2 separate regions of the Arachis hypogaea genome follow, and region 2 is linked to region 1. The links are chromatin contacts, called in public Hi-C maps. All regions are on one chromosome and are shown on one strand. The core of a region is the stretch at or near the end of the contact, and the rest is flanking DNA. Distances in the headings are between cores, read along the strand shown. Region 1 holds the start of LOC112801012 (glycosyltransferase family 92 protein RCOM_0530710). Region 2 holds the start of LOC112803341.

Region 1 (5,484 bases), core at 1,110-3,609:
GATATCTATAAAATCATTTAAAAAACAAAGAGAAAAACAAAATTTTTGTTACAGAAAGGCCCCCTGAAGTAAAAAAATCAATGAAAAGAATGAATGCCTGCCTATTACAGGTATGAATATTATGCTTTACATGGGTACCAGCTACCAAGATGTTAGCACCCTGATTGATTAGCGTCCACTATAGTAAAGACCTGTCCCAGGGCAACAACCCTGTTACAGGATCAGCAAAATAAGACAGAAGGAAGTCCTTCAGGCCAGTGTCCCAAACCTCACAAAACCGGAGGTGCCAGTTAGGTGGTTCAATGGCTTCCGTGCCGAGCCCCGGCGCTCTATCTTTTGATCCTTTGTTTTGATCCTCTTGCCAGTCAACAACATAGGTAGCAACCCTTCTGAAGAACTTGGCTTTGAAGGTATCCCAAACTTGATACTTGTAGTGGTTTATCACAGCACTTCCTTCAGGCATATTCACATATCTGAACCCTTCCCTCAGCTGAAAATGGTGCACCACATTAAGGAGACTGACGTGGAGCAAATCCGGCCGCACAATGGATTTGTGCCGCTCTGGGCTCTGAAGCCGGCACGTGTATCCCACAGTAACCCCTTGCTTAGGGTGTGATCTCAACCCAGAGGGACCAAAGCTATGGCAAGCTGTTCTTATCTCGGCAATAGACCGAGAAGATGAGTAATTCGCCACAACCGATCGCAGAGAATTCTCACCGGGAAGACCACCACCCTGCCCAAGTTGGTGATGGAATTCATTGGGGAAATAGAAGAACTCATCAACATCAAAGAACCCCACCCACTTGCACTCATCTCTAGCCTTCAAAGCACAGTGAGAAAACCCAGCTTCTTGAGTCTTGATCCAAGGCCATACCTGCCTAGTAACATTAAACCCTTGAGAATCAAGATCCTGAATCACCTCCTCAATATCATCATCACTATTGTTATCATATATGAACCAACGCTCCACACCAAGCCAAGCATGGTACATAACCCACTCCCTCAGTGCAGAACCCTGGTTCCACACCATGGTACATACACAAAGCTCATATTTTCCCCTCTTTTTCTTACCCTTTCCATCAATTCTAGCGATAGAGGGCAATATGGTCCGAACCGGGTGCCGGAAATTCCCACTCAAATGGCTCACAGTAACCCCAACCCCTTTAGCCCTATCAGTGTTGTTCCTAACACCCTGCGGCAGCAAGCACCTCACAACTTCTTGCGCCACCGAAACCGCCCTCGTCGTTATCAAAAACGAACCGTCTTTGTTCAAGTTCTTGAACCCAAAGTGGCACCGGAAATGGGTCGGATCGGAAACCTTGTGTGGTCTCAGATTCAAACCCTTCACGAACACAACAACGGTGTTGCTCTCTCTATCAAGGCTCGCCTCGTAAACCCCCTTTTCCCAAGACTGAACCACCGTTTGGTTCGTCGTGAAATACGAACTCCGTCGAATCAAGTTGCCCCCCCGCCGGCGCAAATCAACGGCGGTTCCGTTGGTCCGTGGAAAGGGACACCTGGCAATGGATCGGGATTCATCAAAGCGGTCGGTTGAGAGAACTGGTTGAACCTCAATAACAAGCGGTTCAGTTGAACCGGAGGAAGAAGAAGAAGAAGCGTTTGTGTAGTAATAATAGACACATTCAAGTTGGTGGGGGTTGATGTGGTGGTTGGTGAGTAGAAGGAGGAGGTAGTGGTTGGGGAATTGGATGCGGTGTTGGAGTGTGAAGGAAGGGGTGGAAGAAGTGAGAGGCGTTAAGGGGTCAAGAATGGAGTTGCTGGTGGCGGAGGAGTAGAGGAGAGAGAGCGCGAGGGGAGGGCGGAGGAGGGTGGCGGTGTTGAAGTTGAAGAAGAAGAGGAAGAAGCGGTGGTGTGAGGACATGAAGAGTATGAAGATTATGAAGGATGAGCAGAGGAAGAGTGATCTTGATGATGAGAGGCTCAACAAGATGTGCCTCCCTCGCTTCCTCTTTCTTCTTTGTTCTGCCGCCTCCATCTTCTTGGTGGAGAGAGAGAGAGAGAGAGAGAGAGAGAGAGAGAGAGAGAGAATAGAATTGGGAAGGTGAAAAAGAATGAAGGAATTATGGACAAGTGGAGTTCAGATTTGGTGTGTGGTTAATGCGTTAATGGGGGAAAGAAAAAGAAAAAGAAAAAGAAAAGGGAAAAAAAAAAGAAAGAAAGAAAGGAGGAATGGAGAAGGTTGTATCTGATAGCTATAGCTAGTTAGCTCTCTCTCTCTCTCTCTCTCTAATTCTCTCTGCAAAGCCATTACATCATATTAGCCAGTAGGATGTGGAATAATGTTAGAACATATGTGGGTTAAACTTGCCCTCAAAAGTGCAAAAAGAACACAACTTTAGATTCTGGCTGGACTCTGCTGGACAGGGGTAAGTTAAGGGGTAACATTTAGCTAGCGCTACTATGGTCATGGGCTCATGGCGCGTCAAGGTAAAAGCTACATCGGTGAAATAAGGACTAAGGAGTAAGGAGGATTCCAATAAGAGGGAAAAAAGATTTTTTTAAATAAAAATATTATTTGTATACTAAAATTAACCACAAAAATTAATCATTATGTATTTAAATGTAACTTATTTTAATATGTATTTTATATTTTAATTTGTATTTTATACTAATAATTAATTTTGATGATTGATTTTAATATACACATAACATAGTCATTTTTTTAATTACTTCTATTTAGAGTTATTCCTCAAAGTGGTCCTTAAAGTTAATAATTATCCAAAATTGTCTTCGAAGTTACACTCTAAGACTCATAGTAGTCTATAATTCTTGAGATACTTTTCGTCATGGAAAAGTTGAGCTGGATTGATTCCTGCCAAAACAACATCATTTTGTATTTATATAAAAAAAAATTCATTAGCCTTCGATCTCCCCCTCCCCCCTCCCCCTTCCCCAACCCATTTTCTCTTCATTTTGGACATATTGTCAAACCATACTCCAAGCGGCATTTTCACTAGATCTCTGTTTTGCCTCCCCTAAACTCTTCAATAAGATCTTTCACTGCTTCCCTTCCTGCTGCTACTTTGATATAATGGAGATCGACGGCATCAACACCAACAAGCTCTACAATGCCGTCCAACTCTACCTTAGATCCTCCATCTTCGTCATCGACAACTACCTCATCCACACATGAAACCTCAACTCCTCCACTTTCACCTTTGCCCTTGCCAACAATGACACCATGTTTGAAACCTTCAACAACAACATTGTCCTTTGGGACACGTTACCTAGAAACTTGTATCACAAAACCTTCTCCCTTATCTCATTGTCATCGTTGCGGAGTCCTTTGATCTTCATCATGAGCTTCTTAATTTGCCCCTTTCTCTCCACACTCGTTTGCAAGCTCATCCCTCTCCCTCTCCAAAGTCTCGATCCTCGACCGTTCATCGAAACCATTAGAAAAATTATCTTTCATTGTCGTTTCAACCATCTAGCTTTGTAGAAATAAAAAATCAAAAAAGGAAAAGAATAAAATCTGAATCAACAGCGCAAAACAGAACAAATTAAAAATACGAAGATTTTGGTTTTCAAATATTTTTTGTACAAGCAAACAGTAGAGTTGAGAATTATTGAAGATTTAGTAAAATCTTGGAGTGTGCGATACAAAGATATTGGAAAACAAATTTTCTAGAAAAATCCTTTAATTATATCACAAAACTTGTAGCGGCAGTAGTGGGAACTCAATTACTCTGTTTGGGTTGCTAAATTTCATGGATGGGTTGTGGTCTTGCTGTGGGAGTGAAAGGATCTTCGTTTTCACGACGAACCACATTGAGAAACTTGACCCTACTCTCTTGAAAAATGGCAGAATGGATGCATGTTTTTATGAATTTCTGTTCCTTTTCTGCTATCAAGATTCTTCTCAGGAACTACTTGGATTATGAGGAAAGTGATTTGGATAGCCATGTCTTTAACTCGAGATAGTTGTGGATATGGTCAGAATGAAAAGGGAAAGGGGTTGGGTAATGGAGCATCGAAGGCTAATATGTATTTTTTTTATAAATACAAAACGACATCGTTTTGGCAGGAATCAGTCTACCTCAGTTTTTTTATGACGAAAAGTGTCTTAGGGATTATTTTGAGTCTCGAAGTGTAATTTTGATGACAAATTTGAATAACTATCAATTTTAGGGACCACTTTGAGACTTGAGTGCAACTTTAGAGACTATTTTAAGGCTTAACTCCTTCTATATATGTAGATGTGTGAGTTTACTAACGTGTGAATTTATTAATTAATTTCTGGTAGTGTCTAACTTAATGTTTCAATTTGTAAGAATGTTATAATTAGTTAAGTTGCATATTTTTTTGTTGATATAGAATTTTTATTTAAATAAAAATATTTATTTATCATTTAAAATGTAAGCAAATTATGTATTTGTAAAGTTCTATGGATAATGTTTTTATATAAATAAATTAAATATTTTATTTATCATAATTTAAAAATTTATTTTTTTTGATATTTGATAACACTGTGTGTTATGTCTTTGATATTGGGATATATGTGTATTTTTTACTAATGTTGTGTTAATTTTTTAATGTGTATAATTAAATCGGACCATCCGATTTGATGGTGACTCATGTGCTAGAAATCGGACCGTGTGATTTCTAAGTATAAAAGTCAAACGATTCGATTACAATGTAGCCAATTCTTTTTTTTTTCAAATCTTAGAAGTCTAACTCAGAGGGTTCGAGTAGTAGTTTTTCAAATTTTTAAAAACAAAAGACTCAAAACCTTGGGTCTGACTAGTGCAAAATAAAAATTTTAAATTTGGGTTTATAAACAGGACAGTCCAATTTGTATGCATATATATACCTCATCACGAAGCTTTCACCATTGCTAATTTCTCTTTTTCATCCTCACAAGACATAATTTCTCCTCATCTATTCTTCTGTGCTGCTTCTATTGCAAATGAGTGAAAATAAGTTATAGTGAGTGAAGAAGTTAAAATGGATTATAAAGTTATATTGATAGTACATTATTATGGTAAGATTTTATTGCAAACACCTGATGGAGTAAGATTTATATGTGAAAATTTGTCTGATATTGTTGTTTCATTCACATTATTTTTTGAAGATCTAGAGAATGTGATTTGTGAAAAGATAAATCACTACAAGAAAAGTGCTGAGTACCATCGGAATTACTGTCAGATTTAGCGTTGACCTGTACCAACAGATTTAGCATCGGATTTTTTAATAGAAAGGAGGAGAAATTCATCGCCAAAAAAGATTACCGTCGGAACACCTTTTTTGTCGCTAAAGCCGACAGTCATTACAAGAAATGCTCTGAGTACATTTGGATTTACCATCATTCTAAAGTTGATGGTATAAACGGCGTCAAAAACTGTTTACCGACAGATTATTTTGTCCGACACTAATTATCGACAGATTTTTCATCGGTTTTTTCAATAAATTTGTTGAGAGTGAGTTGTTGATAACCATCGGATTATTCTGACGGTAACTTTG
Region 2 (5,746 bases), core at 158-2,657, 140 kb after region 1:
GAAAGTTCCTAGCTAACGATGGAATCAAAAGAAATAAAAAAGTTTTTGATAAACATGGTTTAAATCAAGTTGGAGAAGCAAAGTACAAAGTCACAAAACTACAGCAGAAGAGGACGGTGTCACGATTTTAATAAAAATGAAGAGTTCTTCCTTCTTTTTATGTTGGTAAAATCGAGTACTTATTTTAAGAATTCAATATCAATAAACTAACTAGAGGGAATCATCATCTCCTGATAGACGACTAGCGTTTAGTTTCTTTTGCCCTATCTGTTTTTTGTTGCTTGTTTGTTGAACCCTCGTTGCCCCTTGTTCCCATATATATATATATATATATATATATATATATATATATATATATATATATATATATATATATATATATATATATATATATATATATATACAGTGGCGGATCCACGGGGGGACCTAAGGTGGCCATGGTCCCCCCCAAATTTTTTTAAAAAAAATAGTAAATAGTAATAATTAATAATATTAAATTTTTTTATATATAATATTAAAAAAAATATAACTTACAAAATTTTATAAATTAAAAAAACTAAAAAATGTATTAGATATTTGAATTATTGTTGCTCTTGTTAACAAATAGCCCATTCTAATAATTAATAAAAATGGTTCTATTATACTAGCCCAAGCCCATACTATTAATTAAAGTAACCCTAGTACATTTTTCAAATATTTGTTTCAAACTATCATAGGCATAGCGCCACTTTTCTCTCTCTTTTAGTGATTCCCAAACTTTTGGTCTTCTACTCTTCTCATTCTAATTTTCTTTCCATACCAAAACAAGACATATGAAGAAAAACCATTGAAGAGAAGTGAACAACAAAATATTAACCATTGAATGCACAACAAAGATTCAAAGAGGTATATTTCAATTTTTTTTAAGTTAATGACAATGTCAAGTATTATTTACATTATTTATTTAAAATAATTAATTTATTTTTTTTTATAATGGACAGTGTTCAAAGATTGAAGTGAAGACAAAACTCAATAGAATTATTTTTTTGTGAGACTTGGAACAAAAAATAATCAGGTAAATCAATAACTTTATTTTTGGTTATTATATATTTGTGTTTCTAAAATTATTTGTTATTGCTCAATAGGTTTAATATTTTTTTTAAGAAAATAATATATATGCAATTATTTTTGTTTTTTTTTTGTTAGATAGTTCAAGTTAAGTTAAAAATGTCAAAGATGAAAACAATTCACTCATTTTTCAAGAGAAAAGAGAGAATATATGATGAACAAAATTCAGCTTCAGATTCTTTGAGTAATGTTCAAAATATTATTGAACAACCTGTGACACAACTTGTTGAGCAAGATATTCAACCCCCTGCTTCCAAAATAGCAAGGACTGAAATAGATCAAGTTAATATTGATACATTGATGCGTGATCCCGGAAAGCGTCCGCAAATTTGGAATTATCCTATCAATCAACAAGATGAAATCCGTAGAGCATACATAAAGTTTGGACCATATCAATTTATTATGGATGAGTACCCTCTTTCTGGTCTAGAAAGTCATCCTCGTCGTTTCAAAGCTCATTGGTTTAAGAGTTTTTCTTGGCTAGAATATTCGCCAGAAGTGGATGCTGCATTTTGTCTTCCATGCTATTTATTTTCTAGAAAATCAAGTCCATTCACATCAGGAGGATTTCGCAATTGGAAAAAAGTGAATAATGGAAAGGATTGTGCATTTTTATCTCATGTGGGTAAATCTCTTAATTCTCCTCATAATATTGCTGTTAAGTCTTGTAAAGATTTGCTTAATCAATTATGTCACATTGACAAAGTATTGGCTAAGCAAAGCTCACAACAAGTTTTAAGCAATAGATTGCGTCTTAAAGCCTCTATTGATACTGTCAAATGGTTAACGTTTCAAGCTTGTGCTTTTAGGGGACATGACGAGAGTCATGAGTCTCAGAATCGAGGAAATTTTCTTGAAATGTTAAAATTATTAGCTTCTTACAATAAAGAAGTGGATGCAGTTGTTTTGGATAATGCTCCTCAAAATGCAATATACACATCACCTTCTATTCAAAAGGAAATTCTACATGTTTTTGCTAGAAAAGTGCAAAATGAAATTCGCAATGAGATTGGTAATGCAAAATTTTGTTTGATTGTTGATGAAGCTAGAGATGAATCTAGAAGAGAACAAATGGCACCTGTTGTTAGATTTGTTGATAAGCATGGATTTGTCAAAGAAAGGCTAATAGATGTTGTTCATGTCAAAGATACTACTTCTGCTACTCTAAAACAAGAGATTTGTTCTGCATTATCTCATCACAATCTCAACATTCAAAATGTTCGAGGTCAAGGGTATGACGGAGCTAGTAATATGCGTGGAGAGTGGAAAGGGTTACAAGCTTTAATTATTCAAGAATGTCCTTATGCATATTATGTTCATTGCTTTGCTCATCAATTACAGCTAGCTCTTGTTGCTGCGGCTAAAGAAGTTGTTGATGTTCATGCTTTTTTCCAAAGTTTGAGTAATATTATCAATGTTGTGTGCTCTTCTTGCAAACGCAATGATGAATTACGATCTGCTTATGCAACTGAAATTTCCCATTTAGTTGCAACTAAGCAAATTGAAACAGGAAGAGGAGCAAATCAAATTGGCACATTAAAAAGATCAGGAGATACCAGGTGGAGCTCTCACTTCAACTCAATTTGTAGCCTTTTACGTATGTTTGGAGCAACAACTTCAGTTCTGGAAGATTTGGCTACTAATGGATCTACATATTCTCAACGTGGTGATGCTACTTATGCTCTTAAATCTTTATTATCATTTGATTTTGTTTTCATTTTGCATATGATGAAAGAAATCATGGGAATCACTGATAAACTTTGTCAAGCATTGCAACAAAAATCTCAAGACATTTTGAATGCTATGCATCTGGTTTCTAGTACAAAGTCATTGATTCAACAGTTAAGAGATAGTAGTTGGGGAGCACTTTTGGAGAAAGTTAGTTCTTTCTGCAATGATCATGCTATTCAGATACCTGATATAGGTGCTTCTTTTAGTGACATAATTCGGTCTCGTCGTAAAAAGGATGTTGTCACTGTTGAACACCACTATCGTGTTGACATTTTTACTAGCGTGATAGATTTTCAATTGAAAGAGCTAAATAGTAGATTTAGTGAGCAAGCAACCGAGCTCCTCATACTGAGTACATCTCTAGATCCTAAAGATGCTTTCAAGTTATTCAGTGTTTGCAACATATGCAATCTTGTAAAGAATTTCTATTCTTTATATTTTTCTGAGCAAGAAAAGATTCAATTGGATTATGAGTTACAACATTATGAACTTGATGTGGTTAAAGCTCCAGATTTTCAGAATTTGTCTACTCTTGCTGAATTGTGTCAAAAATTGACAGAGACAGAAAAATCAAATATATATCCTTTAATTGATAGATTAATTCGTCTTGTTTTGACTCTTCCTGTGACAACAGCAACAACTGAACGGGCCTTTTCAGCTATTAAGATTATTAAAACAAGGCTTCGAAACAAGATGGAAGATGAATTTTTAGCAGATTGTATGATTGTATATATTGAAAAGGAAATTGCTTCAAAATTCACTTCAGAGATGATAATTGATGATTTTAGTTCCATGAAGCATCGTCGAGCAAGTTTAAAAATATCAAAATCTTAAAGTATGTAGTTGAACATTGACTTTTATATAATATAATTACTTTTTTGATATATATGCTACAAATCATATTTTGTTAATTTTTTGTTATATTTTATATTTAATTGGCCCCCCTCTTATGAAATTTCTGGTTCCGCCACTATATATATATATATATATATATATATATATATATATATATATATATATATATATATATATATATGAAAAATGCTACATATTATTTTAATTTTTTAATTAATTATGTCTCTTATTTTTAAAAAATTATTATTATTTTTACTTCATTTAAGTACCCATTTTTACGGTATTGAATTTTTAAAAAATAAAAAAAAACTTTTTTTTTTCATCATGCACCACCATCACACTTCACACCACAGGTATTAATCTGTTCTATTCCTTCTATTTCTTCCAATCTCTTTCGTCTCTTTCTCTATCAATATTTTTCTGCATCACTATTTTTTTTCTAATTTTTATTTTTTTATGATAAAATATCTAAACTTATTCTTATACTTAATAATAATAATAATAATAATAATAATAATAATAATAATAATAATAATAATAATTATTTTGAATTTTGGATGTATTTAAACTTATTTTAGTATATATCCAAGTATATTATTTTAGATGCGTTGTAAAAACGTATTGTAGTTTTACTTATTTTATAATAATTGTTTGAATTTTGAATGTGTTCAAACTTATTTTTGTACCCAATAAACATATTATTTTAAATGTGTCACAAAAACGTATTATATTTTACTTATTTTATAATTATAACTTGTTTAATTAACATAAAATTTTTTATTTATCAAGAATTATTATTGAGTAAGAAAACATCTCCATTTATAATATTTAGTAGTTGCAAAAAATAGTTGGTTCAAATAATTTGACCATTATTTTTTCGATTAAATTATATCCATACAGTTAATTTTAGGTATATATATATATATATATATATATATAATATGAGTTTTAAATGTGTTCAGAGACTAATTTAAAAGATGAGATATGTTTTTGAATTTGTTGCACATCTATATATCAAAAAGATATGAAGATATATTGAAATTTAACTCATAAACACAAGCATAGAATTGTTATACCAATTCATAATAGAAAATTTATTAGGATCAATGAATAGAGTTAAACTGTATAAAAATAACTCAGAGTCCAGAAAACTAAATATTAAAGCAGAAGCAGAGTGAAACTAATGACAATGCCTTCATTTATTCAATTCACACAAACTAAAAACTTCCACAAATAACTAAGTATATTAAAGAATTCACAACACAGAAAAAATTATGAACATCAATTAATTATCTAAATAGAAAAAAATATGCGCGGCTGATGAAGCAGCCACAACCAGGAATGTGACACGGAGGAGAATGCGGCATTGAAAATGAGCGCGACGCAGAAGAAGAAGCAGCGACGAGAATGAGGAGCTCGCGTTACAAAAAAAATTCTCGGTTATGTTTTGTTTTTTTACAATTGAGATGTGTTTGGGATTTTAGGAGATTTTTTTTTGGATGTGTGAAGGGTTTAAAACAAATTTTAATATTTTAAATTTAATTTTTGAATTTTAGTTTTATTTAAACTGTTTTTTTAAATTTGTATTTTAAATTAAAAAAATACTAAATCTATTTTGATGAGTTGGTTTTGATTTTTTTAAAATTAATATAGTAAAAAGCTGATTAAAAAATTTTAAAAGACATCTAATTATAGATATAATTAAAAATATAAAATAGTCTTTTTACATGCTAACTATTTTATGATATATGACATTAATCTATTATATTATAATGTCACGTGACATTTAACGTGATATATTAATGTCTAACTAATGAAATAATCCATTTAATTTATTGTTTTATTTTTTAAAGATTAATATAACTAATTTAATTTTTAGGAGACTAATTTAAAAAATAATTAATCTTTTAAGATGTTGTTGAGTATTAACTCAGATATTTACTTTTGCTCTTTTATATTGTTTACTTTTTTGTTTCATCTTGAATGATCCATCATTATGAGCTTGATTGATTATATTAGATTTTCATAAGGAAAACTTTTATATACTTGCCCG

What was found. Hi-C and Micro-C count contacts between places; a contact is called where the count stands out from the background.
Region 2: a Hi-C map of an unstated tissue shows a contact between it and region 1, with 4 times the contacts expected there. The contact joins the promoter of LOC112803341 here to the promoter of LOC112801012 in region 1. A contact is called at or near these places in 2 of 8 Hi-C or Micro-C datasets (leaf and an unstated tissue).

What each region holds. Positions count from the first base shown.
Region 1 is chr5:26,336,351-26,341,834 of arahy.Tifrunner.gnm2.J5K5, forward strand. It overlaps LOC112801012 (glycosyltransferase family 92 protein RCOM_0530710), which reads right to left and starts at 2,360. Exons shown (of 1, transcript XM_025843507.3): 1 at 1-2,360. The coding sequence starts at 1,996. The coding sequence ends at 179.
Region 2 is chr5:26,477,740-26,483,485 of arahy.Tifrunner.gnm2.J5K5, forward strand. It overlaps LOC112803341, which reads left to right and starts at 1,408. Exons shown (of 2, transcript XM_072238042.1): 1 at 1,408-3,231. The coding sequence starts at 1,408.